3 separate regions of the Mus musculus genome follow, and regions 1 and 3 are each linked to region 2. The links are chromatin contacts, called in public Hi-C and promoter capture Hi-C maps. All regions are on one chromosome and are shown on one strand. Each heading gives the region's core, a stretch centred on a gene start, on an enhancer-like site or on the middle of the called end of the contact. The rest is flanking DNA. Distances are from core to core; before and after follow the strand shown. Region 1 overlaps Arnt (aryl hydrocarbon receptor nuclear translocator). Region 2 holds the start of Ecm1 (extracellular matrix protein 1). Region 3 holds the start of Setdb1 (SET domain, bifurcated 1).

What was found. Promoter capture Hi-C pulls out the DNA fragments that hold promoters and counts their contacts. Hi-C and Micro-C count contacts between places; a contact is called where the count stands out from the background.
Region 1: a contact with region 2 is called in a Hi-C map of bone marrow-derived macrophages, with 27 read pairs. The contact joins the enhancer-like site here to the promoter of Ecm1 in region 2. A contact is called at or near these places in 8 of 39 promoter capture datasets (the C10 cell line, cranial neural crest, embryonic stem cells and 5 more), 1 of 484 Hi-C or Micro-C datasets (bone marrow-derived macrophages), 2 of 115 datasets of contacts at active chromatin or transcription factors (large pre-B cells and microglia) and 3 of 9 other capture datasets (adipose tissue, liver and pancreatic islet).
Region 3: a contact with region 2 is called in a promoter capture Hi-C map of hematopoietic stem and progenitor cells, with 6 times the contacts expected there. The contact joins the promoter of Setdb1 here to the promoter of Ecm1 in region 2. A contact is called at or near these places in 2 of 39 promoter capture datasets (hematopoietic stem and progenitor cells and liver), 1 of 15 datasets of contacts at CTCF or cohesin (large pre-B cells), 1 of 115 datasets of contacts at active chromatin or transcription factors (pancreatic cancer cells) and 1 of 9 other capture datasets (liver).

The regions. Positions count from the first base shown.
Region 1 is chr3:95,456,526-95,459,225 of GRCm38.p6, forward strand. All of the region lies in intron 3 of Arnt (aryl hydrocarbon receptor nuclear translocator), which reads left to right. Among named protein-coding and RNA genes, the nearest start is that of Arnt, 23 kb to the left of the region's middle. Within about 2 kb of position 1,421, at least 25 of the 459 cell types and tissues checked have an H3K27ac peak or open chromatin away from gene starts, as enhancers often do. A contact at or near this core is called in adipose tissue, bone marrow-derived macrophages, liver and 1 more, where this site is marked.
Region 2 is chr3:95,738,286-95,740,985 of GRCm38.p6, forward strand. Ecm1 (extracellular matrix protein 1) reads right to left here and starts at 1,284. Exons shown (of 11, transcript NM_007899.3): 1 at 1,088-1,284; 2 at 1-16. The coding sequence starts at 1,157. It overlaps Tars2 (threonyl-tRNA synthetase 2, mitochondrial (putative)), which reads right to left. Exons shown (of 18, transcript NM_027931.3): 18 at 1,689-2,034. The coding sequence ends at 1,886.
Region 3 is chr3:95,355,840-95,358,539 of GRCm38.p6, forward strand. Setdb1 (SET domain, bifurcated 1) reads right to left here and starts at 1,363. Exons shown (of 22, transcript NM_018877.3): 1 at 1,226-1,363; 2 at 95-363. The coding sequence starts at 354.

The sequences.
Region 1 (2,700 bases), core at 171-2,670, 280 kb before region 2:
CAAAAAGATAAGACAGAAATGACAGCAGCTGTGCTCTTGATGCTGCACAGTGGTTAAAATAGGGCTACAGTGTAGCTCAGTGGTGAAGCGTGTGCTTAGCGTGTGCACGGCCTGGGCTTCATTCCCAGCACTACTCTGCGTGTGTGTACTAAGAAGGAAATTCTGAATTTTATTCATCCAGTTCAGTTAGTGTCCATGGATAGACAGCGATAGTAACTGTATAGGCATGCCTTTGTTGCTAGTGTAGGGGAAGAAAGACCTTCCTTTTCTTCTAAGCATTTTGATGACCAAGTTGATAAGACAAACTGACTGGAGGCAGGTAAACAGAAGAGGTAGATAGACTAATATGTGGTCTAAGAGTAGCCTAGCTGCCCAAAGGGAAAACAGTAAGTGTGCAGTCAGTGAAATTGGAGAATTTATATGGTCTCATAGGAATGGCAACATAGGCAACTCAGTAGAAGATTCACAGATACGATGAATGGGCATTTGAGTAATGGGTGATAGTTGTGGCACAGTTTGCCTTGATCTATAGTTGTCTCTTGACCTCCTGTCCTTTGGTTGAGTACTCTTTCCAGGTTGATAAATCTTCCTAGAGGGTATTTGTGGCTATAAGAGAACTTAATGAATGTGTGTGTGTGTCATTGTGTGTTTTAAACATTTTGCGTGTGTGTGTGTGTGTATCTTGACACATGTGCTACACATGTATGAAGGTCAGAGAAAACTTGGAGGAATAGGTATCCGCGCCCTCCCCCTTCACCGCCCCCCCCCCCTCCCATGTAGGTTCTGGGAACTCAGATCAGCAGGCTTGGCAGCAAATGTTTTATCTATTGAAACATCTCACCACTTACCTCCATTTTGTTTGACAGAATCCCACTTGGTAATCCAATCAAGCCTTGTATAGCCCAGGCTTTACACAAATGTACGGAGAGCCTCTTTTCTCAGAGGCTACTGTAGGCTCAAGCCACTACACCCTGCTTAGCACTTGTTTTTGTTTTGTTGTAAATAGGTCTGACTCTGTAGCTTTGGCTGGCCTGAAACTTCCAGAGGTCTGCCTGTCTCTGCCTTCTAATTCTGGGAATAAAGTTGTGACCCCTAACACAGTATTGTTTTTTCACATTCTTTCTAATCTGAATAATCAGTAGACTAGAGCATTGAGGTATTTTCTGACTCCTTTGAGTTAAAGTCTATCTCTTCATGTGCTGCGCCTCTTGTGGGGAGGACAGTAATCAGCTAGACAGATGAGAGCACTTCAATAGGACAGGGGTATTCACACTACTGCTGTGTAACTGAGGCCCATATTAGACTGAAGACCTCAAGACTTTGGGGGAGGACACATTTCATCTTTAGGCTGACGTGGTGAAAAGGAAGTGAAATGGGATGTTAGCTAGAGAGGCTTCCTAGAAAAGGAAAGGGAAGTACAAAGACCGGAAGCAAGACGGGAAGAATGTAGCTGCTGTTGGGAACACAGAGTCCTTGCTTGTAGGCCACAGTTAGGAGGGAAGTAGGAATCCCCAGAAGGCAGTAGCCAGGAGCTTTACCATCTTGGAGAACCTTTCTCAGAGGAAGAGTTAGGGAGTAGTCTTGTTTCAATTTAATGCTTTTGTTTGTTTGTTTTACACCAAACATAGATTACTTTCAAAGTTGGTAAAAGCAAATTTAAAAATGAAAGGGGGAAAAATGCCAAAAGACATGGAGAGGCATTTCTCCAAAGAAAAGATACAAATGGCCAAGAAGCATGTGAAAGGTTGACATTAGTAATCATTCAGAGATATTTAGGAGGTATACAAGTCAAAGATAACATTTATATCCAATCCAGAGACCACTATCAAAACCAAAACAAAATCGGAGCTAAGTCTGGAGACTGATACCCACCAGCCTCCCATGGGTAGAGGGAACCCAGGGCTGCACAGGGAGCTCCTGTCTCAAAAAGACACAAGTAACCCCCCAGAAAATAACAAAATTGCTAGAGAAGTGGAGGAATCGGAACAGTTATACACTGTGATATTGTAAAATGGTACAGTCACAATGGAAGAGAATATGGTGCCACTTTACAAGTTACAGCTCAGGGTCACTTGCCTCACAAGCTTAAAAGATTCGATTGCTCATACTAAAACTTTGTATATTAGCTTTTTTCTGAAGACTTTAGAAATTTTTATTTTTATATGTGTGTTTTGCCTACATATGTATCTTGCACAGTATGTGTGCCTGGTTCCTAGACCTGGAGTTACAGACAATTGTAAGCTGCCAGGTGGGTTCTGAGAACTGAACATGGGCTCTCTGCATGAACAACAAGTGCTTGTAATCATTGAGCTCTCTCTCTAGCCCCTAAATGAATTAGTTTTGAGCTAGGTATGATGGCACATACATATAATCCCAACACTTGAGGCTTATGTAAAAGGATCGCTGTGAATTCAAGTCTGAGCTGCTCTCAATAATTACACACAGAGACCTAACGCATAGAGTGCTTTTGAGGTGACTGATCTCGGAACCCACACTGTGAAAGGATAGAGTTGTTCTTGAAAGTTGTTCTCCACCTCCATATCTGCCCTGTGGCTGCAAACACAAGTTTGGTTTTGATGGCCTGAAACTTGCTGTCTAGACCATGCCGACCTCCAACTTGAACTGATCCTCTTTGAACTTGCATTCTGCATGCAGGGGTTCAGTTGTGCACAATTTATATTTTCATACATATATATAAGG
Region 2 (2,700 bases), core at 34-2,533:
TCTGAAGCCTTGAAGGCTAGAGGAAGGAAAGACAAAAGTCAGGCAGTTTTGAGGCGTCCTTTCCTGGTCCTGGACAGAGGATGGGGAGGCTGTGGAGGCCGAGACTGTGGAAAGCCCGCTGTGGGGGAGCCACCTGTCACACACCTCCCCTCTGAGTGGCTGGGTTCTGAGTTGGGGTCTAAAAGAATGTGGCTGGGAATGGAGGTCTGATTTCCTGTCAGTATCTCCCTTGGATGGGGCTTGTGGCTGCCGTCCCCTCCAATGCGCTGATGTTCCAGGATCCACCTCTCTTCAAACTTCTTCCTATAGGCCTTTAAAAATACTTTTGGCCTTTGGGTGGGACGGTTAGCCAAATGTTTAAGTGCCTTCCCCTTCAATCTCAGCTTATTTTAGGTTTCTTAAACAAGAAAAATATTATTTGTGTATGTGTGGAGGGGGCCAGTGTGTCACCGTGGTGATGTGTATAGGTCAGAGGACAACTTGTGGGAGTCATTTCTCCCCTTCCATGTGGGTTACTGGGACGGAATACAGGTCACCAGGCTGGCAAAGCACCTTCACATCTGGAGCTGAACCGAAGGCACAAACCTAGGAACCAGGACAGCAGCGAGGTGGAGCTGTCTCAGACACGGCTATCTATAGAAGGATCTAAGTCTCTGTCCTGTCCAGAGTTGGTATTTCCTTTTGTTCAGACTTCAAAGCAGTGCGTGTGTGTAATAGGGGGTGAATGTGGGTGAACTCTAACTCGTCCTCTGACCAGAGTGAGCCAGTCTAGGCTCCCTGGCTCGGTAGGCTGAGTTTTAGCAGCCCGAGGGCTTCTTTTCCTCCTCACCTGCCTCCTCGTCCCTCCTCACGTGTTCTGACAGGAGGATCCTCACCCTGTAAACTCACCTGTCTTGTGTCTATTTGACTCTAATTTTTGTGTTTCTTAGCAACTACCTCTAGCTATTCTGCTCCTGTTCCAGCCTCCATGGTTAAAGGTTCAGCCCCACTTCACAGTGACATGTTCATATAAAGGAAGCCAATCACCCAACTGCTGAGCTCTTTGGAGCCAGACTCTTAAGCAACTGCTGACCCCACCCCGACTCACCTCCCTCAGAGGCAGCAGAAGCAAGAGCCAAGCAGGCCAAGATCAAGGCTGCTCTGGATACGGTCCCCATCCTGGGGCAAGAACTGGTCACTGGTCACCCAGAAGCTGGTTGTCACAGGCAGATCTAGACTTGAAGGGGTTGGGCCACTTGCTGCAAGCCTGCTCCCCTGGCTGTTGCTACTGCCGTTGTGAACTTCAAGGCCTGCTGTCTGTCTCTCTTTATATGCTATCTCCCGCCCCCCTGTTTCCTGCCATGACTCAGTCCCTGCTGCTCCTCCTCTTACAGCCACTCCTCCCAGACTCCTGGAGCCTCCTTAGCCTGGGAAGAATGGAGGTGATGGAAGGGAGCACTCCTGGATCCCCTCCAAACTGATGCAGAGGATCATGGAGCAAGTTGTCATCTGGACCCTTAATTTGTGCCTCAGTTTCCCATCTGCATACTGTCCTTTATAAAGAATGGATCTGACACTCTCCTGAGTGGGAGTGGGAGGAGAATGGCTGCCTGAGGCAGTGCCCTTGCTGGTCAGAGGCCTCAGTATCCCTTTGCCTCAGGTCTGGGAAAGAGGGAGTAAAGCATTCGGACTCAGATGAAGGCACAGCCTTGGCTTCAAGTATATTTTTATTCTCCTTCTATCCAGTCAGTACAGCATTCCTTTCTGTGGGGAGCCCCCACACCATGTCTATTTTCAGAGAGCAGTTCTGAGGCCTCGGGGACATGCGGGGCTGCCAGCTGGGTTACTGTCCCGTGGAAAGGGACGGACGGCTCTCATGAGTCTGTACATCACCAATGGACATGACTCAGAACACTTCTTCTGCATTGGGGACCCTGGCGTTCTGTAACTCCAGCAGTCTCTGCACGGACTCGGCCAGGTCTCGCTCCCCGAGCTGCCGGTTATCTCGCGTGCGTACGTTCACTGTCCTTTGACTCTGCTCTCTCTGGCCAACCACTGCAGGAAGAGGAAAGATTTGCAAACCCAAGCAAAAGTCACCCTATGGGTTGTTTCCTTTTGCTTTGCAGAAACTTCAAACTCCTGAATCTTTAGGAAAGGTAGGAGCAGAGCCTAGCCGTGGCTGAAGCCCATGCTTAGCTCGCCTGCCCTGCTGCTGACTGTCCACTCTGATGAGATAAGGAAGTGGGCCGGGCTTTACTCCCCTCTCCCTGCAGGTCAGGAGCCCAGGGCTGGGAGATACAGAGTCAGTTAGACAGAGACAAACATGGAGAGCTACACAAAAAGAAAAACTGTATGTGTGTGACCTGGGGGGAGGGGTACGGTACAGGAAGGGGAAACAGCAGGGCGGGGCTTGCTCTCAGTGCTGCCAAGGCAACGGGCATGCGTGATGCCCCAGTCAGGCGGTCTGGCTAGGAGTTTCTGCTTCTTGCTTCCAGAGGCCCAAGAGTCAGGAGCAACTTCCTTCCCTAAGACCTTTCTTGTCCCCTAGAGCTGCCTCCACCCACACAACAATAAACAAGGCAATTAATTAATGCCTTTATTGGTTTTGGTGCTGGGACCTAACTCATTGGAGGCCAGTGCTCCACCACAGAGCACTACAGCTTCTGGTTCACTGATAATCTTGCTACATACAGCCCACAGTGGCCTCACATGTTTGCCCTC
Region 3 (2,700 bases), core at 113-2,612, 380 kb before region 2:
TCGCCAAAGTATAAAGTGCTTAGGACAATGACAACAACAGTCACTCCAAGGAGGACACAGATGGACATTTACTTCTGCTTCCTGGAATCCCTACCTGGATGCATCATCAAACAGCCGATCAACATAAGCCACTTCAGACTCTTTCTGTAGTACCCACGTCTCCAGCTCTGCGAGCTGCTTCTTGCGCTGCTGTATGCAGTCCATCTTTTCCAGTTCCTCATCAATGTACTGACGAAGTTCCTCCATAGAGATACCCAGCTCTTCAACCACCGCCTGCTGCAGCTCAGCAATCTCTGCAGAGTCAGCTGCAGCTGGCGCTGCAGCCAAACTCATGCACCCAGGGAGGGAGGACATGCTTTGGCCCTGTGCAGGATGAACAAGAAGCGAAAACAACTCTAACCGAGGCTCACACCATTTCTGTCTCATAATCAAAAGCCTGCAAACTCTGTTCTCTCCCCTCCTCCTCCACAAGGCGATCTGGAGATTTCCCGGGGAGCCTCATCTTCTCACACAGACCCAAGCTCTGGGTAACAACTAAGAGCGGGGAGACCCTGGAGAACTCCAACACGCACCAGGGAGCTAGCTAAAACAAGGTTTCAGGAAACCGAAGAGTGCTTATCGACCAAGGAAGATACTTCTGGGAGCTACTTGTTCCTTAATTGGCTCTGTCACTACACCGAGTCTAACCGAGGCACCGGCGGCTGGAGACAGGTGAGCCGCAATGAACTAATTCCACCCGGGTTGTTTAGTCCTCCTTTTCCTCGCGGCTCTTTGCTTTCCCGTGGCAAGGTGGCTTTTAAAACCTCCTAGGGCCATGCAAGAGGGCAGCTGCACAAGGGATGGGCTTCCCGGCTGCACCAGGCCCTGGGAGTCTGCGACCAGCAAAGAAGAAAAGGGACGAAGAGAGGAAAAGTCGGACATCCCTACGTGATCAGAGCAAAAGCTTGAAGCCATGGCGACCACCCAGCAGCCACACTCGGAATAACGCGCACAGGCGCTTGGCCGCCCGGGCCACGCAGAACCGCAGCAGCCTCCAGCCTGCCGCCCTCCTGCTTTCCCGCGCCTCATCGACGCACCGCCTCACCCACGCACCGCCTCGCGCCCACCCGCAGCCGCCGCCTCAGGCCCGCCCGCCCCCGGCTCGCTCCTCTCCCGCCAAGTTCCCACACACAGCCCCAGCCTCGCACCAGCCAAGCCTCCCAGGTCCACCTCGGCCTCAGCGCACCTCAGTCCGTCCTCCCCACAACTCTGGCGCCCGACCGCAAGGGCCGCGTCTCACAACCCCGACCCCAGGTTTTACTCCAGGGCTCCGCCTTGCCAAACCCAGGCAAACTGAAGGAGAGACGGCGGGGGAGGGGAAACAGCGTGAGGAGGCAGGAGGGGGCGGGGAGCAAACCGACGGTCCGGAAGCAATAGGGAGCGTCCTTCCGGCCTCTCCGACGGTAGCCCGAAGGGACCAAATTTATTGCATAGCGCTGCGGTACAGGGGTTATGGGAATTTAAGGAGAGTATGCATGTGTGAAGTAGGGCATTTCCAGATAAGGGGCTAGTTGGACAAAGCAGGTATTTTCCGGAGTCATTTATGGAAGCTCTTCCCCTACAGGTGGCCAATATAGTTGATTATTGTTTTAATTTGAAGATTTTTTTTAGTAATAAAATTAATTTTTTAGCAAAATTAATGAGTGTTCATATAGGAAATAAGAAAAATACAAATAAACAACAACAAAAAACTCATCATTTTATCACTGAGATTGTGTAGTTTTCATCTTTCACAAGATTAAGGTTTTTTGTTTTTTGAGGTTTTTTTTTGTTTTTGTTTTGTTTTGTTTTTGTTTTGTTTTGTTTTTTTGTTTTTTTTTTTTGTTTTTTTTGTTTTTTTTTTTTGAGACAGGGTTTCTCTGTATAGCCCTGGCTGTCCTGGAACTCTCTCTGTAGCCCAGGCTGACCTCGAACTCAGAAATCTGCCTGCCTCTGCCTCCTAAGTGCTGGGATTAAAGGTGTGCACCACCACTGCCCAGCTCTCATTTCTTTCTTTGCTTCTTTCTGCCTACTCATCTTTGAATGCCATTACTTTCACAGCAGATCTGGCCAATCTCCCAGCACTGCTCACACCCCTCTAGCCTAAGAACAGCCTTACAAATAAACTGCCAAACTCAAGTACACTGTCTTCTTCCACTGTCCTCCCATAACCCTGCCTGCAAGGGTAAAGGAAGCTGAAACACAGAAATAAAGAGCAGACTCAAGAAGTGTTTTGTTGTGGTAGTTTTAACATGGGGTCGTGCTTTGTAATCTTGGATGGTCTGGCACTTGCTATGTAGACTGTGCAAAGATCTACCGGCCTCTGTTTTCTACCTGTTGGGATTAACCTGTGAGCCACCATGTCCTGCAAGGTATCTATATAAAATATATTTTTCTGTACACCTGTGTGTCTGTGTATGCATATGTGCCCATAAGTGCAAGTTGGCCTCAAAAGCCCGAAGAGAATACTGGATTCTATGGAACTGCAGTTACAGACAGTTGCCATCCAACATAGGCACTAAAATTCAAACTCAAAATAATCTGGAAAACAATAAGTGTTCTTAAATACGAAATCATTTTCCAGCCCTTGTGTGTGTTTGTGTGTGTCTTTAAGGAATCCAAAACATTTGGGCAGCCATGGCCCTCGTGTTCTTGGCAACAGAGCCCAAAAAACCGGTCCCG